Linked DNA regions of Mus musculus: regions 1, 2, 3, 4, 6 and 7 are each linked to region 5. Evidence: chromatin contacts called from public Hi-C, HiCAR-type, HiChIP or PLAC-seq and promoter capture Hi-C data. All regions are on one chromosome and are shown on one strand. Each heading gives the region's core, a stretch centred on a gene start, on an enhancer-like site or on the middle of the called end of the contact. The rest is flanking DNA. Distances are from core to core; before and after follow the strand shown.

What was found. Promoter capture Hi-C pulls out the DNA fragments that hold promoters and counts their contacts. A called contact is a pair of places that touch in the nucleus more often than the background predicts. HiCAR-type assays count read pairs that join an accessible place to other places. HiChIP or PLAC-seq counts read pairs in DNA pulled down with a chosen protein or histone mark. Capture Hi-C pulls out chosen DNA fragments and counts their contacts.
Region 1: a HiCAR-type map of astrocytes shows a contact between it and region 5, with 2.6 times the contacts expected there. The contact joins the promoter of Ncoa3 here to the promoter of Prex1 in region 5. A contact is called at or near these places in 5 of 39 promoter capture datasets (cranial neural crest, hippocampal neurons, liver and 2 more), 8 of 115 datasets of contacts at active chromatin or transcription factors (astrocytes, bone marrow-derived dendritic cells, bone marrow-derived macrophages and 5 more) and 2 of 9 other capture datasets (adipose tissue and liver).
Region 2: a contact with region 5 is called in a promoter capture Hi-C map of liver, with 2.8 times the contacts expected there. The contact joins the promoter of Zmynd8 here to the promoter of Prex1 in region 5. A contact is called at or near these places in 4 of 39 promoter capture datasets (the SN4741 cell line, hippocampal neurons, liver and 1 more), 8 of 115 datasets of contacts at active chromatin or transcription factors (the 230-238 cell line, bone marrow-derived dendritic cells, bone marrow-derived macrophages and 4 more) and 3 of 9 other capture datasets (adipose tissue, liver and macrophages).
Region 3: an H3K27ac HiChIP or PLAC-seq map of bone marrow-derived dendritic cells shows a contact between it and region 5, with 4 times the contacts expected there. The contact joins the enhancer-like site here to the promoter of Prex1 in region 5. A contact is called at or near these places in 3 of 39 promoter capture datasets (cranial neural crest, hippocampal neurons and maxillary cranial neural crest), 3 of 115 datasets of contacts at active chromatin or transcription factors (bone marrow-derived dendritic cells, bone marrow-derived macrophages and embryonic stem cells) and 1 of 9 other capture datasets (embryonic stem cells).
Region 4: a contact with region 5 is called in a promoter capture Hi-C map of liver, with 3 times the contacts expected there. The contact joins the enhancer-like site here to the promoter of Prex1 in region 5. A contact is called at or near these places in 1 of 39 promoter capture datasets (liver) and 4 of 115 datasets of contacts at active chromatin or transcription factors (astrocytes, craniofacial prominence, embryonic stem cells and 1 more).
Region 6: a contact with region 5 is called in a Hi-C map of extraembryonic endoderm stem cells, with 2.9 times the contacts expected there. The contact joins the enhancer-like site here to the promoter of Prex1 in region 5. A contact is called at or near these places in 2 of 484 Hi-C or Micro-C datasets (double positive thymocytes and extraembryonic endoderm stem cells), 3 of 115 datasets of contacts at active chromatin or transcription factors (cardiomyocytes, embryonic stem cells and stem cell-derived neural progenitor cells) and 1 of 9 other capture datasets (adipose tissue).
Region 7: a contact with region 5 is called in an H3K27ac HiChIP or PLAC-seq map of cardiomyocytes, with 11 times the contacts expected there. The contact joins the enhancer-like site here to the promoter of Prex1 in region 5. A contact is called at or near these places in 1 of 39 promoter capture datasets (maxillary cranial neural crest), 1 of 15 datasets of contacts at CTCF or cohesin (large pre-B cells), 1 of 484 Hi-C or Micro-C datasets (bone marrow-derived macrophages), 12 of 115 datasets of contacts at active chromatin or transcription factors (astrocytes, bone marrow-derived dendritic cells, cardiomyocytes and 8 more) and 1 of 9 other capture datasets (embryonic stem cells).

The regions. Positions count from the first base shown.
Region 1 is chr2:165,991,243-165,993,942 of GRCm38.p6, forward strand. It overlaps Ncoa3 (nuclear receptor coactivator 3), which reads left to right and starts at 1,395. Exons shown (of 23, transcript NM_008679.3): 1 at 1,395-1,516. LOC115489489 (soluble scavenger receptor cysteine-rich domain-containing protein SSC5D-like) reads right to left here and starts at 2,539. Exons shown (of 2, transcript XM_030252296.1): 1 at 1,098-2,539. The coding sequence starts at 2,452. The coding sequence ends at 1,361.
Region 2 is chr2:165,883,449-165,886,148 of GRCm38.p6, forward strand. Zmynd8 (zinc finger, MYND-type containing 8) reads right to left here and starts at 1,390. Exons shown (of 23, transcript NM_001363020.1): 1 at 1,160-1,390. The coding sequence starts at 1,173. 1810021M19Rik (a long non-coding RNA gene) reads left to right here and starts at 2,281. Exons shown (of 3, transcript XR_866948.2): 1 at 2,281-2,700.
Region 3 is chr2:166,010,205-166,012,904 of GRCm38.p6, forward strand. All of the region lies in intron 1 of Ncoa3 (nuclear receptor coactivator 3), which reads left to right. Among named protein-coding and RNA genes, the nearest start is that of Ncoa3, 19 kb to the left of the region's middle. Within about 2 kb of position 1,322, at least 96 of the 459 cell types and tissues checked have an H3K27ac peak or open chromatin away from gene starts, as enhancers often do. A contact at or near this core is called in bone marrow-derived dendritic cells, bone marrow-derived macrophages and hippocampal neurons, where this site is marked.
Region 4 is chr2:165,824,722-165,827,421 of GRCm38.p6, forward strand. All of the region lies in intron 11 of Zmynd8 (zinc finger, MYND-type containing 8), which reads right to left. Among named protein-coding and RNA genes, the nearest start is that of Gm11465, 55 kb to the right of the region's middle. Within about 2 kb of position 1,435, at least 53 of the 459 cell types and tissues checked have an H3K27ac peak or open chromatin away from gene starts, as enhancers often do. A contact at or near this core is called in astrocytes and liver, where this site is marked.
Region 5 is chr2:166,712,425-166,715,124 of GRCm38.p6, forward strand. It overlaps Prex1 (phosphatidylinositol-3,4,5-trisphosphate-dependent Rac exchange factor 1), which reads right to left and starts at 1,408. Exons shown (of 40, transcript NM_177782.3): 1 at 1,091-1,408. The coding sequence starts at 1,294. It overlaps Gm46777 (a long non-coding RNA gene), which reads left to right and starts at 1,405. Exons shown (of 3, transcript XR_001783555.2): 1 at 1,405-2,700.
Region 6 is chr2:165,966,581-165,969,280 of GRCm38.p6, forward strand. No RefSeq gene overlaps it. Among named protein-coding and RNA genes, the nearest start is that of Platr29, 14 kb to the right of the region's middle. Within about 2 kb of position 1,326, at least 112 of the 459 cell types and tissues checked have an H3K27ac peak or open chromatin away from gene starts, as enhancers often do. A contact at or near this core is called in embryonic stem cells, extraembryonic endoderm stem cells and stem cell-derived neural progenitor cells, where this site is marked.
Region 7 is chr2:166,079,031-166,081,730 of GRCm38.p6, forward strand. Sulf2 (sulfatase 2) reads right to left here. Exons shown (of 21, transcript NM_028072.5): 12 at 2,448-2,676; 13 at 2,257-2,353; 14 at 1,767-1,861; 15 at 987-1,046; 16 at 430-599; 17 at 7-149. Among named protein-coding and RNA genes, the nearest start is that of Gm52534, 40 kb to the right of the region's middle. Within about 2 kb of position 1,266, at least 79 of the 459 cell types and tissues checked have an H3K27ac peak or open chromatin away from gene starts, as enhancers often do. A contact at or near this core is called in astrocytes and cardiomyocytes, where this site is marked.

The DNA of each region.
Region 1 (2,700 bases), core at 145-2,644, 720 kb before region 5:
TAAGATTAGATTTCTCTATGTAGCCCTGGATGGCCTGGAACTCAGAGATCCACTTGCCTCTGCCTTCTGAGTACAGGGATTAAGGGTGTGCACCACCACACCAGGTTTGGGACTTGGCTGCTGTGGGAATAACTCCAAGGGTAAACAGTGGACACTTGCAGAACAGTAAAGTAGTGCAGGTGGGAAATCCTTGAGGTGACAGCAGAACCTCAGGATAGGGTTAGTCTTATTCACACTGAAGACATTTTATACAGTTGTGTCCCAAGACGTCCTCTATTTTTTCCCATTAACTCCAAATTCCTTTACAAGTTCTTTTTACCTAAGAACTATCCATAAACCGGGGTTGCTAGTGCATGCCTTTAATCCAGCACTAGGGAGGCAGAGGCAGCCAGGTTTCTAAACTGGAGTCTAGCCTGGCCTACATTTATTGAATTTAACTTTGGCCTTATTTATTTTGGTCAGACTCCCCTCACCCCCATCCCCAACTTGGCTTTAAATCCCTGCTTTGAAGGAGGACTTTGAGTTTTTGTTTCTTCTGTTTCTGCCCCGGAGCCATGGGGTCACTGGGATTGCCTTCACTTGCTACCATCGGTTTTCTTGGAGGAGAGGCTGGTTCTGTAGAATGCTGCACATTCTGCGCTTTAATTTTTTAAAAAATTATTTATTTATTTATTTTCCTATTCCGTTAGATTCAGGTCACTTAACTTGGTAGTTTTCTGCTTTCTGCACTGCATCCTATCGGGGACATGGCGTGACAGTTTGAGTCACCTTTGGTGGCACCGAGTTTAAGATGTTCTTGGTTAAGGTGCTGTCTCTCAGTAATTCCCACTGTAAAGCAAGCTGTTCTCTGGTTTAAATCACAATACGCAGAGACCAAACCTGAGGACCAACACCTTGTGAGCCAAAACCTTTTTTTTTCCTTCGAGACAGGGTTTCTGTATAGCCCTGGCTGTCCTGGAACTCACTTTGTAGATCAGGCTGGCCTCGAACTCAGAAATCCGCCTGCCTCTGCCTCCTGAGTGCTGGGATTAAAGGCGTGTGCCATCACCGCAAGGCCCGAAACCTTTTCAAGTCAGTGACTTAGCAGGGCTCCTGACCTCGGGCCTCAGTTTGCTCCTCTGAAAAGTAAGGACAACGCCCCCTCAGCTACTGGTCTTGTGGGACGGTGCTTGGCGCACAATGAACACTCCATTGAAGTCAGGAATTCCAGGATGGAGACAGGCAAACGGGAAAACGAACCCAGAACGTCCTCTTCACCTCCAGCGGCTGGGTGAGCTGAGGGGAACCCAGGCCTCGCGGCCACGCCCCCTGCCTCGCGCACGGCCCCCTGGGACCCGTAGTGCTGGGCGTGGCCGCGGGACTACAAATCCCGGCGGCCCCCGCGCCGCGGCTTCAGCGGCGGCTGCCTCAGCTCCTCAGAGCGCCGGCGGCGGCCTCGGCGGAGTCGGTGTCGGCGGCCGGGGCTGAGCTGTGAGTTTCCGATCGAGAACAGCGTTGGGGAAGATGGCGGCGAGCGGTGAGTGGAGAGAAAGGCAGTGGCGAGCGGCGGGCGAGGCCGGCGGCATGGCCTGAGGCGGGGGTCCTGGGGTCGCCAGTAACGCGCGGCGCAGGCGACAGGGATCGCGCGGGCGGCGCTGGGCTCCGGGGCCCGTGCAGGGTCGCGAGGAGTTCGCGGCCGCGGCCTCTGCTTGCCGCTGGGGCTCCCCCCGCCGAATCTCGGGTCGGAGAAGCTCAGCCGAGTCTCCTCTTCCCGCCGGCGCCGCCCGGCGGAGCGGACACGGGCGGCTCCTCCGGCCGAAGCTGCGGCTCCGCTGCGAGCGGGCGCGGCGGACACGGAGTGTGCGGTGCCCGCGGGGTGTGTGCGGGGTGAGAGTGGGGTCTGTGGCGTGTGCGGGGTGTGTGGCATGGATGTGGGGGTCTGCGGGTTGTGCCAGGTGTGTTGGGTGGCCCCGGAGTCCGCCAGGTGTGTGGGGTGGATGCAGGCTGCGTGTGGGGGTCTGCAGGGTGGATGCTGGGCGAGGGAGCTGAGTGCGGTGTGCGAGGTGTGTGCTGGTGTGTGCCGGGTGAGTGGAGGTGCGAGGGGTGAGTGCAAGGTCTGCGGTCTGTGCGGGGCGAGGACCGGGTGGATGCGGGGTCCGCGATGTCTCCAGGGTGGATGCTTGGCGGATGAGGAGTCCGAGGTGTGTGTAGCGTGGATGCAGGGTCGGCCGTCTGTATGGGATGAGTGTGGGGTCTCTCCCTCTCTGTGCGGCGTGGATAGGGGCTCTGCCGTCTTGTGTCGGCTATCATCGAGGTCGCTTTCATCTTCTGAAATTCCCAGTCTAGGTTCGTTCATTGATTCTGTTTGCAGTAGTTTAAATGAAGTGGGAGGCAGTGCTACTTCCCTAGGCAGCTTGAGGGTGGCTAGGGTGGAAAAGTTAAGCAGGAGAGCAGCTCGGAGAGGCCAGAGCATCGTAGGCCCGCGGAGCAGGAGCCTAGGACTCCACACTGTATGACACTGGAAGGTTGGAAAGTGTCTTTAAGTCGAGAAACTTTTTCCCCCTCCCAAATGCGAAGACTTCCTTTTTTTTTTTTTTTGGTTGCAGTTTCTGAGTAGCGCTTCAAAGCCAACTTGTTTTTGTAATTAAGCTTGTGAGGTTAAAAACCAGGAAGGCGAGTCAGTCCCCTGTCTGCTGAAGGGCTAGGTGGACGAATAAGATG
Region 2 (2,700 bases), core at 140-2,639, 830 kb before region 5:
ATTATTAAAAACACACACCACCACCACCACCACCACCACTACAACAACCACAACAACACAACCCAGCAACTGGATATGGGATGCTGTCATGAGCCTCAGGTATGTATGAGCCATGTCCCCTGCACTGTATCACAGAAGACAGAAGATGATAGAATGTTTGAAAAGGGGGGAGGGAGACAAGGATAAAAGAGACATTAGCCCATGGAAAAATCATGCAAGAAGTATAAAACTAAAGGAGTCAGAGTCTTCACAGATCTCTTTTTTTCCCCCCTTCAGGATGTTATTCAAAATCTCTCCCCATCCCCACTCCCACCCCACCCACCCCCAACCCCCCAGGCACCAAGCCTACTCCAAAAACTCCCTCAGAGGCTAGGAAACACTTTCAGAACCATTTGCTGGCTGTAGGCTGACTTGAAGAACATTCTGTACCAAGCTAAGTCGGGGGGAGGAAAAAAAAACCCTGAACAATGTTGCTGCGAGTGCGAAGCTCTGGAGAGGAAGAGATGACAGTCCACACGCCACCACCCACCTAGGCCCAGGAACCAGCCTGGGTCCCTGAGTACTGTTCTTGTTCAGGCCTGACTTCTGGTGCAAACACGCATCCTCTCTTGTCAGAACTTAGCCCAGCCTTTCCCAGAACCGCTCTGGAGAAGCAAGCTGGCTTGCTCTGCTCTCTGCCACAGGCAGTCCTGAACTGTGCTGGGAGAAGACCTTCTGGCTTCTGGCTTACCTTCCATTTTCTTCCCCCAGCAGGCATGTGACACACAGCGGCCGACAGTGCAGGGGGAGGACTGTTCAGAGAGAGAGGGAGAGGGGGGAGAGGAAGGGAGGGAAAAATAAAATAAAAGAAGGGGGGATAATAGCTTCTCTTTTGGCATACCAGGATCTAGCTTCAAACTAGTCCAGAAATTCTTTGTCCTGGTCAAAATAAAGGTATTCCAAGCCCTCACCAGTCTGTAAAATCAAGCTATGGCTAATGGCTACTTAGCCATGTGACCCAAAAAGGAAAAAAAAAATCTCTCTAAACAGTCCCAAGTTACCCTAAGTGCTCTGGGGGGGGAAGTGTGGCAGAGCCAGGCTACAGAGAAATCACACTGCTAGTCCACGACTCGATGACTCGGAGGGAGGGGGGAAAAGATGGTTAAAAAGCCGAGCTTACCTCTGTGGATGCATTGTTAACTGTGTAATGTCAATACTTATAAAACATGGAGGACAGGCTCCTAGTTCTCACAGAAAAAGGGTTTGGCACTTCGGCTGATGATCTGGCCGCCTAATAAAAGCTCATCCCCGATTGGCTGCCCCGGCCAATCGGAGTGTAAAGCCGCCGCCGATTGGCTGAAACACTTCCTGAGCGATTATCTTTGTGAGGCTCGGGTGAGCAAGAGCCATCCTGTGCATAGAAAAAGACAGGCTAAGCTAGGCCTTCTGCAGGAGGGAAAACTTGGGACAGGGGCCTCCACAAGCACTTCTCCCACCCCCTGGCTCGATCCCCCAGGCCAGGCAAACCCGTGCAGCCAGCCTGACCTGCTCCAGCAAAGCCTGAAGCCAGCGCGCCACTGGGAAGGGCCCTTTTGGGGTGGGCTGGCTGACCCATCCACGCCTGCCCCCACACACAAGTCCTTCTCTAAGAAGGCGAGCAGGCCGTTTTATAGAACAAGCCAGCTTGAGTGGGTCTCAAAGGACAAAGTCGAGCTTAGGGGTGGAGAGAGCCCCAGGGAGGCAGAAGCAATAGGGACAAGGCCAGACGCAGGCCTCTGAGGGGGGCGGGGGGGGGGGGCGCGCGCGGGGAGTGAGACAGGCAGCCCGAGGGAGCCCCAACAAATCAGCAAGGGGCACCCAGGTTCCAGGGAGCTGAGAGGTGCAGCTTGCTGTGAGGTGGAGCGATCAAGTTTGCCTAGTCATGGTCAAAGTGGCTCTTGGAAAAAAGGCAGGCCCACAGAGCCATTTGCAAAACTGGGAGACCTCTAACCTCTCACCGCCACCCCTCAGCCGATCCTCAAAGACAAACCAAAAAGGGCTCTGTCAGGATGGCAAGGGAGATACCCTCTCCAGGCTTACCCTAAGAAAAGCCAAATGCGTTGCTAGCAGGCCACATGCCTCCATTTAAGTCTTCCCTCCCTCTGCTCCCTCCCCCCACCGATGAGGCCTGCTAAACCTGTCAGTTAAACAAAAATCTGACTTCCGTCTTAGTCTGTGATGCCTTCAGCTTCCTGCCTGTTAACCCTCTCTGGGACTCTGGGCCTCGCTGGGAAAAACTAGGCCCTGAGATTGTAGAAAAGGGCCTGTGGAAAAATACCAGCTGCAGCTCTCCGGGCAGATGCAGAGAGAGAGAGAGAGGGAGCTAGCTAGCTGCTGTCTCGCTTCTGCTTCCCAAGGAGGCGTGGACCTTGTGAATCCAGGGCATACAGGCAGTGCCTCTCAGTCAGAGAAGCCATTTAAATCCAGAGGGACAGAGAAAGATGTCAAACCGGGCCAGGAAACAAGCCCGTCCATTATAGTCAGGCCTACACACCCACAGGTTGGCCCTTTCTGCCACAATCGCCCCTGTATGTGTGTTCTGGGGGGAAACTGGGCCCTGTTTGGTGGGCAGACAAATCCCCTGGGCTTCGTAAGGCTTCTTGCTTCAATTTATTTCCACAGAGAACTGCTTCTTTTCGTCCCCTAAGGCAGATGGAAGGGCAATTTCACACACACAGCCTC
Region 3 (2,700 bases), core at 72-2,571, 700 kb before region 5:
GGTGATGGAGACCCCAGGTTTTTTACTGTTCCCTTCACTTAAGTAGTTATTTTATCTGAATTATTTTTGACATACTTGAATTTTGGAACAGTTTTTAGTTTACATCTAAAAAGGATACTTAAAAAAGAACAGTGGAAATTTCCAGCTTTAAAAAAATTTGACTGGTCTAATAACTGCTTCGCAGGAAGAAATATGAAAAGGAGCCGCAGACGTTCTGGATGTCAGCCTGTGAAATTTTCCACTATTTCCCATAATAACATGCAGGCACGCTTATATTCCTGATTCAGTGGGACTGTGACTGCAGTTGCCTGACTGGAATTTGAAGCTCCTGTCAGCGAGAAATGGCATCTGCCACTCCTGCGAGCAGCGCGGAGCTGCCCGTCCTAGGGGCTGGGCTTGCTCTAGGGTTGCCTGGGGAGACACTGTTGGAAAGGCTGATCTTGGAAATTATTTATACGTTTCACGATTCCAAACGATTTTGATTATAGTGGACTTACAATAATACATCTGCTGCAACAGTTTTTTTTAATAGTTTTATTTATATAAATTTATAGAATTTTATTTTGTGTAAAATGCTCAGAGAAGTAAAACATAAAGGTTCGGATAGATCCAGGTTTCATTTGCTACAATTTAGAAACTATTCAATGTATTAGCTTATGCAGGTCCCTGTTAGTGCAGTAGAAGATCAGCAGGCTTCCTCCTGAAGTTAGCCATTCTTTAGACTCAAGTGAGCAGGTCACCCCATTTGCCCAGGTTCTGTAAGTTGACCAAGATAAGTATGGAAGAGCAGATCACAAGATACACTGTAACCTAAGCCTGTCCTGCTTCATCTCTTACAAGGCAGAGTGCCATTGAGGAATGGCCAGCCACCCTTTATGAATTAAACTTAATTATTTACTTTTGAGAGATGGTGTCACTCTACTGCTCAGGTTGGCCTGAAGCTTGGGGGGTTCAGCTACCCCACCTTGCTGATTTTAACTAGACAACTCTTTTCTTTCTTTCTCCCCTTCTTCTCCTTTTTTTTTTTTTTTTTTTTTTGGGGTGTGTGTGTGTGTGTGTGTGTGTGTGTGTGTTATGAGACAGGGTTTTCCTGTGTAGTTCTAACTTGTCTGCCCTGGAATTCACTCTGTAGACCAGGCCTCAAACTCAGAGATCTACCAGCCACTGCCTCCCAAGTGCCAGGGAAGCTGAGGCAGGAGGATTAACATTGCTTTGAGGCCAGCCTTGTTTACAGTTCCAGGACAGCTAGTGTTACATAGTAAAGACCTAGTCTCAAGAGAATACAGAATACAAAGTGGAAAACAAACAAAATACCTCCAAAACAACAATGAACCAGATCCTTGCCCTGCAGAGTAAACTGTAAGGACACACGTGCTTCTCCAGTGAGGAATGAGGGTTTGAGTGATAACAGATGTGCTTCACACTCTTGAGTTGCTTCCAGCTTAGAGATAAAGCCATATTAATGCGCAAGTAACTGTTTCTGGACCGGAATAACTATGCTGGAGCAGGCTTCTACCCTGGTCATTGGGTTCTCCCTGTTGAGTCTCATCTCTTTCTTAGATTCTGTTGTCTTCTGACCTCTTCATGACTTCCCTTTCCAGCCCTCTCTACATATTCTACATTTTCAACCATTTATCCCTTTCTCCTCACCCTAATTCTCTTCTGGCCTGAAGGCTTCCCTGTCAACCTCCCCTGCCCTCTGCTGCTCACTGTTAACTGCATCTTTACCTTCCGTGCCTTGCTTGCCGAAATGCCTGCCTTCAAACTGGCTGATCCCAGCCATTTCCACTGTCCCTTCAACTCGAGGTCTGTCTGTTTGTCTGTCTGTTTTTGTTTCTCTTTGTGTGTTTGTGATCAATTCCAGGGCTTCCTGAATACTCGGTAAGTGTTCTGGTACTACATTTTATTCTTAACACTGGAGTTTATATTTTAGTTAGGATAATTTCACTGAGAAAGTAAAATGAACAAAAAGTTAAGAAAGGAAGCCTAGGAGGAAGGATTGGGAAGGGGAAGCAGTTTTGTGTCCAGGTCAGTCCTGCAGCTTCCAGCCACAGGCCTTGCTCCCGGGGCAAGCATTCCAGCCTGAGTTAGGTCTTCAACACTTGCATTTGAAATGCTCTTTCCATTCTATAGTTCAGGCTGGCCTCAAACCTATTATCCTCTTATCTCCACCTCCCACCTTCTGCTATCTGGCCTGCTCCACCTACCCAGCAAGACTTCTGCTTTCAGTTTTGAACAAATGGGGAACCGCAGATTTAAAAATCATGTTTTTGTTTTTCTTTTATAAAAAGGCCTTTGATTTTATTTTTATTTTATTTCCCCCTTAAAGCACTTCTTTTTTTTTTAAAGATTTATTTATTTATTATATGTAAGTATACTGTAGCTGTCTTCAGACACTCCAGAAGAGGGAGTCAGATCTTGTTACAGATGGTTGTGAGCCACCATATGGTTGCTGGGATTTGAACTCCAGACCTTCAGAAGAGCAGTCGGGTGCTCTTACCCACTGAACCATCTCACCAGCCCAAAGCACTTCTTTTTTTTTTTTTGGTTTTTCGAGACAGGGTTTCTCTGTATAGCCCTGGCTGTCCTGGAACTCACTCTGTAGACCAGGCTGACCTCGAACTCAGAAATCCGCCTGCCTCTGCCTCCCGAGTGCTGGGATTAAAGGCGTGCGCCACCACGCCTGGCTCCAAAGCACTT
Region 4 (2,700 bases), core at 185-2,684, 890 kb before region 5:
TAACAAAACAGACCAGTAGTGCTAATCAAGGGTCACCTGGGGCCACCAAGGTGGCTCAGCTGCTAAAGGCACTTGCCAGCAAGCCTGATGACCCGAGTTTAAAGCCTGAGACGAACATGGTGAAAACTGACAACGGCAAGATGTCCTCTGACCTGCACACAAGTGCTGGAGCGTGTACGTACACACACACACACACACACACACACACACACACACACAAAGTGTGAATGCCACCCAGAGAAGCACGACACCAGTGCACGTGAGCAGAAAGCTCAGAGCAGGTCAAGGCCACAACAGGTTCTCTGCTGTCCCTTGACCCTATCACCTGTCAATCACAGTCCACTCCCTCCGTGACTGTGGGTAAGTGCCTGAGGTTTAATAGCACGCCATGCAATTCCTCAGGAGAGCTGGCCATGGGAGGGAGGGTTCGTTAGTGACTTAGTATTTGTCATGGACAGCCATTTTATGACAACTATTGATTTCACAGTAAAGCGGAGTCTGTGAAAACACTCTCCTGCCTCCCTGACAGCAGCCCCATAGCGGGAAGCCAAGACCAAAGCGCCATTAGCTCAGAGGGGTCTGTAGGCTCAGGCCGGTGCCATACTACACATTAGCATTCTCAATGGGGTCTCTAGGAAAGAGTTAGCAAAGGCCGAAGGCTGATGAAACCCGCCTGCCCAAGTGGTCCATATGTGGGGGCAGGGGTCCAGGGCTGTGGCAGCTACAGGCCAGGCCCCCTGCGGGACAGGCAGCTGCTTAGGGAGTTGAATCTGCTCGTAGGGACAACAGACCCAGGATGAGCTACTACTGAGTAGTCTAAAGAAAAGGACGGTCTTGGGGCCAGGGAAATGGTCCAGCGGGTAAGGCACCAGCCATGAACTTGATGGCCTGCGTTCAGTCCCCTGGAACACACACGGAAGAAGCAGAGTCCTGACCTCTGTAAACTGTCTTCTGACCTTCATATGAATGCACACGTGTGCCCGAACACACATGCGCACAGACTACACACCTTTAACCCCAGCACCAGGGAGACAGGCCGGCAGCTCTCTATTGGTTTAAGGACAGTGAGACCCTGTTAGAAAGAGAGGGAGGGAGAGAGAAGGAAAGGAAAAGGAGGGAGGGAAATAAGGGTCTAAATTCTCACACTTGCACATGCTCGCTCACGTATGCACACACTCACACACGTATGCACACACTCACATACGTATACAATAAAGGGCCACTCTGGATTCTGGAAGCTGCTTGTGTGGTCTTTCTATTTTACAGCATGATGAAGTTTTCTAACATTCCGGAGGGACCCCAGCCTGATCCCAACTGTGCTATCCCTGCCTGTGGAGGTGTCTGAGTATGGACAGCCTCCTCACCCTGGGCTGACTAGCAGCTGTCATCAATGCTAACAGCAGAGGGCGGGAGGGAGCAGCAGGAGGAAACAGGCCAGGCCTCAGGGCTGGGCTGGGAGGATTTGCCAAGTGACAGTCCTTTCTGGACTTTGTGGACTATAGTGAGAGCTGGCAATGCTGAACCCAGGGCCCAATCTGTTCCCTGTCCCTGTGTGGCCTGCTGTTTAAGAAGGGTATAGAACATTGGGGTTGGGACACAAAAAAATTCAATAGTTCTTTTTCTCTTTTTTTTCCCTGTATGAGTGTTTTGCTTGCATCTACGTCTGCGCACCATGTGTATGCCTGGTGCCCAAGAAGGTCAGATGAGGACATCAAATCCCCTGGAAATGGAGTTACAGATGGCGAGGAGCTGTGTGGGTGACGGGAATTGAAGCCAGCTCCCGTGCAAGAGCAACCAGTGCTCTCAACCACTGAGCTGTCTCCCCAGCCCAACTCAATAGTGCTTAAAGCATGCACTTAGAGAACTTCAAGCTTCATTACCCACCAACCAACACCAGTTAAGCTTTATTGGAACTCAGCTTTCAATGTCCAGAGCTGCAGCCACGACCGAAACACAGAACTACCACCTACGGTGTCTACTGTGGGCCCACTCAGCAAGGGACGCAATTTGTTGAGAGTATAACAATCTGAGTGTCACCCTCTTTCTTTGTTGAGGGTTTGGGTTTTTTGGTTGTTATTTTAGTATTTTTGAGACAGGATCTCATGTAGTCAAGGCCTCGAACTCCTAATCCCCCTGCCCCTACCTCCCAAATGCTGGGGTGACCACACTGGCATGTGCTGTCACAGTAGCGTCTTCTATGGCCACCTTATGACGGAATTAGCAAGTGTCAAGCAAGGTGGGCTGAGTAGGTTGTGTAGTTTTAGAATAGGGTCTTTGAAGTCTAAGTTCTCATCTTTAAAAAGAAGAAAAACTCTGCCAGTGAGTAAGGAATTTTGCCGCAAAGCTCGATGCCACGGATCCCACCCAAGGGAAGACAAACACTAAATTAAACACAACCATTCTTAGATTCCTATAAAGCTCTATTTTTTTTTTTTGAAATGCGGAACAAGAGAGCAAAGGGGAGTTTGCACACGAACACACTTTATTTTACGATGTGCTAACTTCAAGCAGGTTTTAATGGGGCAGCTGTGGTGGGGTACACCTGTAAGCCCAGCCCGTGGAAGAGGGAGATGGGAGGATCTTCCTGCCAAGAACATTCCTTAAGTCACCCCTCCATTGCATCTCTTCTCAGATCCTCGCAGCCAGCACTTTAGAGATCACCAGGAAAAAGAATTCCATGGTCAACACTGCCCCAGTGCT
Region 5 (2,700 bases), core at 158-2,657:
GTTCCCTAGAATCTGTCATTGCTCAGCAATGCCAGAGTGGCTGCCTCTTTCATTTAGAAACTGCCAGCTTCAAGCCCTACCCGATTCTCTCTCTCTCTCTCTCTCTCTCTCTCTCTCTCTCTCTCTCTCTCTCTCTCCCCCACCCCCTTCTCAACTGTGAGAGAGGAAGAGATGGGAAAGAAAGCCAACCCTGTCTTATTCTCACAGGCCTTTCCAGAAGGATCCTTGGGCCAAAGGGCTTTCAATGCCTCCACACAGCGTCTTCCCCCCCCCCAACTTCGTACTCCCTCCTCCCTCAGTGGGAACCCCCCCCCCCGACCTCACACAGACTCCCCTGCATCCTTAAGCCATTGAGTGTTTCTTTTTCCCAGATGGAGAGAACTCCAGTGTGATTGGGGGTCTCTTGAAACACACACACACACACACACAAACGCACGCCTTCCTGAAGCAGGGTTAAGACTTCCTCCAACCCAAGAAGGGAGTTAAAGCGGCCCCAGCAGGAGGCACGGAGATTAAAGCCCTCAGGTCTCTAAGACCAGCCCTTCCCACCCCCTCCAGTTTTCTCACTTCCTAGGAGGGTAGGGAAGTGGCCCCTTCCTCATTCTCACTAGAGACACCAGGGCAACTACGTACCGGAGTTTAAAGCCCCCGCAGGGCTGCCCTGGGTCACCGCCCTGCATCCAACCCTACGACGTAGCCTGCAGAACTATCCAGAGCAAGGGACTCAACCTCTCTGGAGCCGAACTCTTCCCTGATCTTAAGGATCAGAAAATATAACCTACTGATGAGCCCGGTAACGGCACAGTCTGCTGATACCAGTGTAAGGTGCGTGGTACACAGACGCACTCGGACGCTGTTTTGCAGTCTAAGGCTTTGACTGTGCAATTCGAGCTGGGGCAAGGCTACGGAGCCCAGGGTCCCCGGTGCAGCTAAGGAGCCCCTACCCGGGCTTCTCCCTACACTGGCCCCCCAGCGGGGCGGCCCCGGGCAGCGGCCGCGCGGATGTAACCATTTCAAACTATGCACAAGGCGGGGAGCCACAGACAAAAGCGCAACGCGGGCCGGCCGGCCACAGGTGGCGGGAGCTCACCGACTGCAGGAAACGCAAGGTGCCCACGTAGTCGCGCTCGGTGCCCAGGATCTCGTTGAGTACGCACAGACGGAGGCGCAGCTGGCGCTCCGAGTCGCGGGCGGCCGCGCACGGCCCGGAGACGGGGCCGCGAGCATCGGGATGCGCACCGTCCCCGCCTGGGTCCCCGCCGCCGTCACCACCACCGCTGCCGGGTGCCTCCATAGCCGCGCGGCGCCCGAACTTCCCGCGCCGAGGTCGCGCCGCGGCTTAGGCGTCCGGGCTCCGCATCCCGGACAGGCGCCGCTCAGCGGGCCCGGGGCAGGCGGAGCGGGGGCGGGACCTGGGCGGGGTCATGGTGTATGGGCGGGGCCTTGGTAGAGAGGGCTGAGCGATGGGCGGGGAAGGAGGCGGGGTCAATCTGCTAGTGGGCGGGGATCTTTGTAGAAAATGGACGGGGTGGGGCGGCACCTCATGCGGAAACTGGGCGGGGACTAATGGAGAATGGACTGAGCTGGGGCGGAGTCTGGTGGGATTGGGCGGGGATTGGGCGGAGCCCCCTCCCGGCTTCCAGGGAGCGTCGGCCAAGAGCCGGTTCGTGCGCGCGCCGCACAGTCAGAGTTTGGGGCTGGAAATGCGTCGCCCCAGACCCCAGTCAGGTCGTGGTTCTGCTGAGTCTGTAGGCCAAGACCCATTCAGCAGTTCTGCAAGAGCAGCTCGCGCCATCCACCCGTAAGGAGTGCCCCGTGGGTGATCTGCTGGAGCCGGATCAGCGACCACCACGCGCATCTCCTGACGCCCGGAAGAGCAGCTCGACGCCCCCACCAACACGGCCGCTCATGCCCTCGGCTTACGGTGACCTTGGAAGAACTCTAGCTGCATCTTTGTCCTTACTTCTGTTTCTCTTTCCGTCGGAGCTCTGCGCCTACTGTCCCAGCGCTCCCCATCCCTAAGCAAAGGTGCCCACTTGGACGAGACCGTTGCAGGAAGCCGCCCTCGTACCCACCAGAGATAAAGCCAAAATGGGAATTTTGCTGCCAGCCGACAGGCTGTTCTGTGTGACCTTGATCTTTCAAACGTTCAGTTAACGTGCTAACCCCCCTTTACCCTCGAGAGGCATTGGGACCCGAGTCAGCCTCTGGGGTTCAGCCCCTCATTGATGACCTTGGTCAGCACCCCCATCCCACCTAAAGCTCCTCCGTTTGCCTCACAGTACAAGGGGAAGAACAGTAACACCTAACTCTTAGGGACCAGCATACGGCTGAGCCATAGTCCCTGGAAAGTGATTTTAACACCCTAGAAAGTCTTATCTTCGTTCTTAATTATTCCTGCCTTTGTCAACTGCCCTCTTGACCGGGCCTCTGAACTGCTTGTTCAATCCCTACCTGCCCCGCCTCAGATCTATTATCTCCTATGGAGTCAGTCCCTGTTTCACAAAATAGCCTCTGTGGAGTGTCATCATTTCTGGGGCAGGAGCACTGTCCTCTATTTACTTCCCTTCAAGATGCCTAGAATAGTTCTCTGGGGCCTTGAAGTAAAACAGTCTTTTGCACAAGGATAGAGGAGAGACTGTGGTAGCTCCTGCTACCCCTGGCCCTGTTCCTTTGGGGCCTAGGGCACCGTGACATTTG
Region 6 (2,700 bases), core at 76-2,575, 750 kb before region 5:
ACCAGAAGAGGGCATCAGATCTCATTACAGATGGTTGTGAGCCACCATGTGTTTGCTGGGATTTGAATTCAGGACCTCGGGAAGAGCAGTCAGTGCTCTTAACTGCTGAGCCATCTCTCCAGCCTCACTTTTTTTTTGAATAATTTATTTTTATTTTATATACAGTGGCGTTTTGCCTGCGTGTATGTCTATATGAGGGTGTTGGATCCCCTGGATGCTGGGAATTGAACCTAGGTGTTCCGAAAGAGCAGACAGTGCTCTTAACCACTAAGCATCTCTCCAGCCCCTCTCCTTTTTTTTTCTTTCAAGACTGGGTTTCTCTGTGTAGCTCTGGCTGTGGGATTAAAGGCCTTTGCCACCACTGCCCAGCTTCTTTGTTTTCTTTTTTAATTAAGATTTAAGTGTTTTGGCCGGGCATGGTGGCACACGCCTTTAATCCCAGCACTCGGGAGGCAGAGGCAGGTGGATTTCTGAGTTCGAGGCCAGCCTGGTCTACAAAGTGAGTTCCAGGACAGCCAGGGCTACACAGAGAGACCCTGTCTCGGAAAAAAAGTGTTTTGGCTGGGCACTGGTGGCATACACTGCCTTTAATCCCAGTCAATCTATCAATAAGTGTTTTGCCTGCCTGTATGTATGTGCACCACATGTATGCCAGGTGCCCAAAGAGGCCAGAAGAGGGCGTCAGATCCCCTGGGACTGAAGTTAAAGACAGTTGTGTGCTGACATGTCAGTCCTGGGAATCAAACTCAGGTCCTCTGGAACAGTAGCCCATTTTCTGAACTGTTGAGTCATCTCTCTAGGTCCTGGATTCTATTCTTAGCATGAGAGAGAGAGAGAGAGAGACAGAGAGAGAGAGACAGAGACAGACAGAGACAGACAGACAGATAGCACAAACCCTTTCAGATTCCATGGATGCTGGTGAAAGCTGTTGTTCTCTGCTGCATCCAAGTCTGCAGAGAATCAAGAAGCCATCAAAACAAACATAGTGCCTCCTGCTTTAATCCCAGCACTTAGCAGGCTGAAGCAGGAGTAGCCTTGTAAGATCAAGGCCAGCCTGGGCCGTATACAGACTTTGACTAAAAGAAAAAAAAAAAAGGAAAACTGAACTCAAAGCATTTGGGCATTTGGGAGGCCAGCCTGTACTGCACCATGAGACCCCGTTACTAGCTAATTAAAAAACAAAAGAAGCCCTTTTGTATCGGGGAGTTTGGAGACTTTGGAGGCCTGTGGCATCCTGGAAGGAGACACTGCCCAGTGTCTTGCCCTGCTAAACAAAAGCTCCTTTGGTGTGTGTGCCAGAAATCTGGGGCCTACTGCCTCCTCCTCTCTCCTCCCCTGCCACCACTCAAAGCAAACAACAACGAAGAGGCCCCCAGGGACAGAGGAGGGCTGTCAATCAACTGGCTGCTGGCTGGCTGGCAACTTGAGGAAGAGATAAATGCCTATTATGTAAAGGCTGAAGTGAGGGCTTTACTTGCTGCAAGGCTCTGATAGAAGGCTCTAGGGGGGAGGGGGAGGAGGAGGGGGACACTCCAGTTCTCCCAAGATGACCTATCAAGCACCTGGAGTCTCATTGGTCAAGCAGCTGAGAGCCACTTTTTTTTTTTTTTTTTGAGACAGAGTCTCTCTAGGTATTCCCAGAATTTATGTAGATCAGGCTGGCCTTAAAGTCCCAGAGATCCCCTTGCCTCTGCCTCCCTAGTGCTGAGATTAAAGGAGGCAATACCACACCCAGCTCCTGTATCTTTTTTTACAGTGTTGAAATGAAAGCCAGGCTTTCCCTGCGCTAAAGAAAGCTGTACCAGGAAGCCCACCAACCGTATGCCTTTTCTTGTAGTCACCAAAAGTCACATGGTTTCCTCGTCCAGGACAAAGCTCATGTTATCTGTACTCAGTCCAAGCACCACTTATGGAACAGAACAAAACTCCGACTCCTAAATTATTGTGTGTGTGTGGCGTGTTTGGGGTGTGTGGTTTGTATGTAATTGTGTGTTTGTATGTGTGGTGTATCTGGCTTGTGTGTGAACTTGTGTGTGAGCTATCTGGGATATGTGAGGTGTGTGTCTCGTGTGTTTGTATGAATGTGGGGGGTGTGTATGGAGTATACGGGTGCCTGTGTGGTTTGTGTGAGAGGGCTGTATGTGTGTGAGTTTGTGTGTCCGGTGCGTATGTGTTGTATGTCTATGGGGTATGTAGTTTGTGTGTGTGTGTGTGTTTCCTATCTGTGGGGTATGTGAGGTGTGTGTATGGGTGTGGGGGTATGTGGAGGTGTCTTTGTGGGGGTTGCTTGTGAGTGTGTGTCTGGTGTGTGTCTAGTGTGTGTATGTGATGCTGGGGATAGGGCCTCACAACCCATGGTTCTTTGAGGACAGCTAAACTGACCAAACACTCCCAAACTTGGCTTCCGGTTAGTTGAGTCATCAGTGGACAGCATTTCCTTAGCCCCAGGGTTAGTCACGGGCAGCATGTGACCTGCCTGCAGGCAATGAATGTCAGCTATTAGCTAGAACTCCAGGAGGGAAGCACTCTCTCCCTGGCTTCCTCCCCGCCCAGGATCTCTCTATCTCTCTGGCAGTTGCTTCTATTTATTTAGTCAATTAGCTATTTGCCTGTGTGTGTGTGTGTGTGTGTGTGTGTGTGTGTGTGTAAGTGGAACTGGCAAAGGACTAACATTCATGAATTAGGTCTTCCCAACACTTT
Region 7 (2,700 bases), core at 16-2,515, 630 kb before region 5:
CTGTACCTGGTAGGGGTCTGTACTGAGGTCAAAGTATTCTATGAAGCCGGTTGCAAATTCGCAGAAGAGGAAGTTGTGGGTCTCATTTATGGTCCTCAAGCACCAGTACGTGTTGTTGTTGGCGCTGGTGCAGGCGCAGAACGGCCCCACTGTGGAAGGAAGAGTGAATGTCCTGAGTGTGCCCGCAGAGAGACAGTCGGTCAGACAGCCTCCCCGAGACAGGCTCTCAAATGCCAAGTGACAAGCACAGGTTTCTAAGACACCTCTAGCAGTTTGGCCCTCTGAAGCCAGGGAAAGGTAGGTGGCCATGCACAGGCCTCCCATTCTCTGCCTGTCCCTGCTTGCTCATGCACACAACTCCCCTGTCCCCTGCCTGCCTCTGCTTGCCCACACACAGGCCTCCCATGCCCTGCCTGCCCATTTGCTCACGCGTCCAGAGTGGCGCCGTCTGCCAGTGGTGGTTGTCGTGGGTAAAGCACGTGAGGCCGGGCATGCTGCACGTATCGTTGTTCTGCAGCCGTTTGAGCAGCTTGCGCAGTTTCTTCTTGCGTTTCTGCTCCCGCAGCAGCCACACCTTGTCCTTCTCCTGCAGACCCTTCCTGAGGGCACAGGGGACCACACACGCTTAGGACCTCTGAGGGTTCAATGACCTCAGCCTTGTGGTTCGCCCCAGTGGTTGGGCAGCGTCATCAAGGGCTCTAAGTCCCTCTGTTGTCCAGGCCACAGCTAGGGCCAGACCCCAGGGCCTTTCTCCTCCTCTGGCCTCCTTCAGCCCCACCCACCAGCGGCAGAAATGGGTGTCCAGTGCTTAGTGTGGCTACAGTACCATATCTAACCAGTCTTTGTATGAACCTGGGGCCCCTCCAAGGACTGCGTAGACCTCACCTCCCAGGGAAAACCCAGCCCAGCCTGAATGTGCCTTGTGTGTTTTAGCTACAGACAGGTAGGCATGGCACCTTACCCCTTTGGCCTATCCCTACCCTTACCTGAAAGGGTGCAGGCTGGAGCCTTTGTGCTTGAGACGGCCTTTGTGTTGGCTGTGGTAACTGCAACAGACCCCCCCACCCCAGTCCCCAAGAGTCAGAGCTTTGCAGGATACTCTGGCAGGCATGCAGCGGGGTTCACTGCTCTTGCTCACTGCACCCTTTCCTAGGTGGGATGGAGGGCACTGTATCCCCCTGGTTGCCAGCTCCATGCTTGGTTTAGATGCCCCATGTCAGACTTTACAAGGTCAGGACGGAAATAATTAACCCGGACTGGAGGCTGGGCCTGGCTTCAGTTGGTGTCAGCCGTGGCCTCTGAAGGCCGATTTGTATCATACCATGTACCTCATGCTTAGAAGGGGGCTTTGAGACTGGCCCGAGTCAGCAAAGGTGTTCAGAACTGTGTGGCTCCTTCAATTTAAACCAAGGAAAATTCTTGCTCCAGGTTCCCCAGTCACAGGTGTTATGTGACTGCCACCCTGGACAGTGACTGCAGAGAGACTCCATGTCTTTCTGTGTGGGAAGTTCTCTCAGGCAGGCAGAACCCTGAGTGGCAGCCCAGCAGTTCCCAAAGGCAGTGAGCAGAAGCCTGTGCCCCAAGGCTGGGGCCTGCCCAAACACAGCTCAGCCTGACCCCGCCCCCGGGGGCGGTCCCTGAGTTTCCCTGATGAGAGTTATTGGCTCCTTATCTTGACAGACAGGGTCCAGTGCTGAGAGGGCCCCGTGTATCCGCAGGACGCACTGGTGTCCAGGGCTTGAGTGGGGCCGGGGCTGCTCTCTCACCTGATTCTATGGCAGTCACATTCTTCCGGTCGCTTCTTCTTCAGGTGACCCCTGACTTCTCGAAGGTTCTTAATTTTGTTCTGCAGGGTTTCGATCTGAGGGAGGGAATGGGAGAAGCCTAGGAACCACAGGGTGACTGCGGGTGGGAAGGGTACAGCCACATCTACGTTTGTGGCTCTGCCCGTGGAAGGGGGCCTCCCTGAAGGAACAGACTCTTCCTACCGCCAGCAGAGCCTACGGAGGCTGTAGCGAGAGCAAGCTCTATAGGGGGGTGTCTCACAGGTCTAAATAAAGTATGCTGCGCTGTCCCCAGCCAGCCAGCCATCTCTGAGCTGGACCTTTGGCTGGCTTCCAGACCCCATGACTCAGATTCCTATTCTGGGATGGGGTCATGGATTCTGGGGGACCAATCTTGCTTTCTCCCCTCACCAGGCCCCCCGCCCTTCCTGTGGATGCTGGCCGCCAGCCTGTGCTGCCCCAGTGGCCACACCTCATGGTCGATGTGCAGCTTGTGGTCTTTCCAAGCCTGCAGGGACTTGTACAGGTCCAAGTCGCACTGGACTGTGTCATTCTCAAGGATGTAGCACCTGCTCCAGAGAAAGGGTCATGAGTGGCCGGCCCCGAGGGGAGAAGAGAGGCCCAGCCTGTCCCTCTACCCCCAACCTCCAGCCAGACTCTCACCGATGGGTCACTTTGATGGGATTGGGGGCAGAATAATCTGGAAGGCCACCAGTACCACTGAAACTGCCACCATCCTTGTCATCTTGGTCTTCAGGGGCCCCTGGCCAGTGCGGCTTGCTAAGGTTGCGGGGCTGAGGCACAGTATCCAAGCCTACGTGGTATATCTCACCGTCCACCTCGATGGCCACGGAACGGATGGAGCGGTTCCGGGCATAGCTGGTCTTATACTCTGTGGGTGCCAGGAGGGATGATA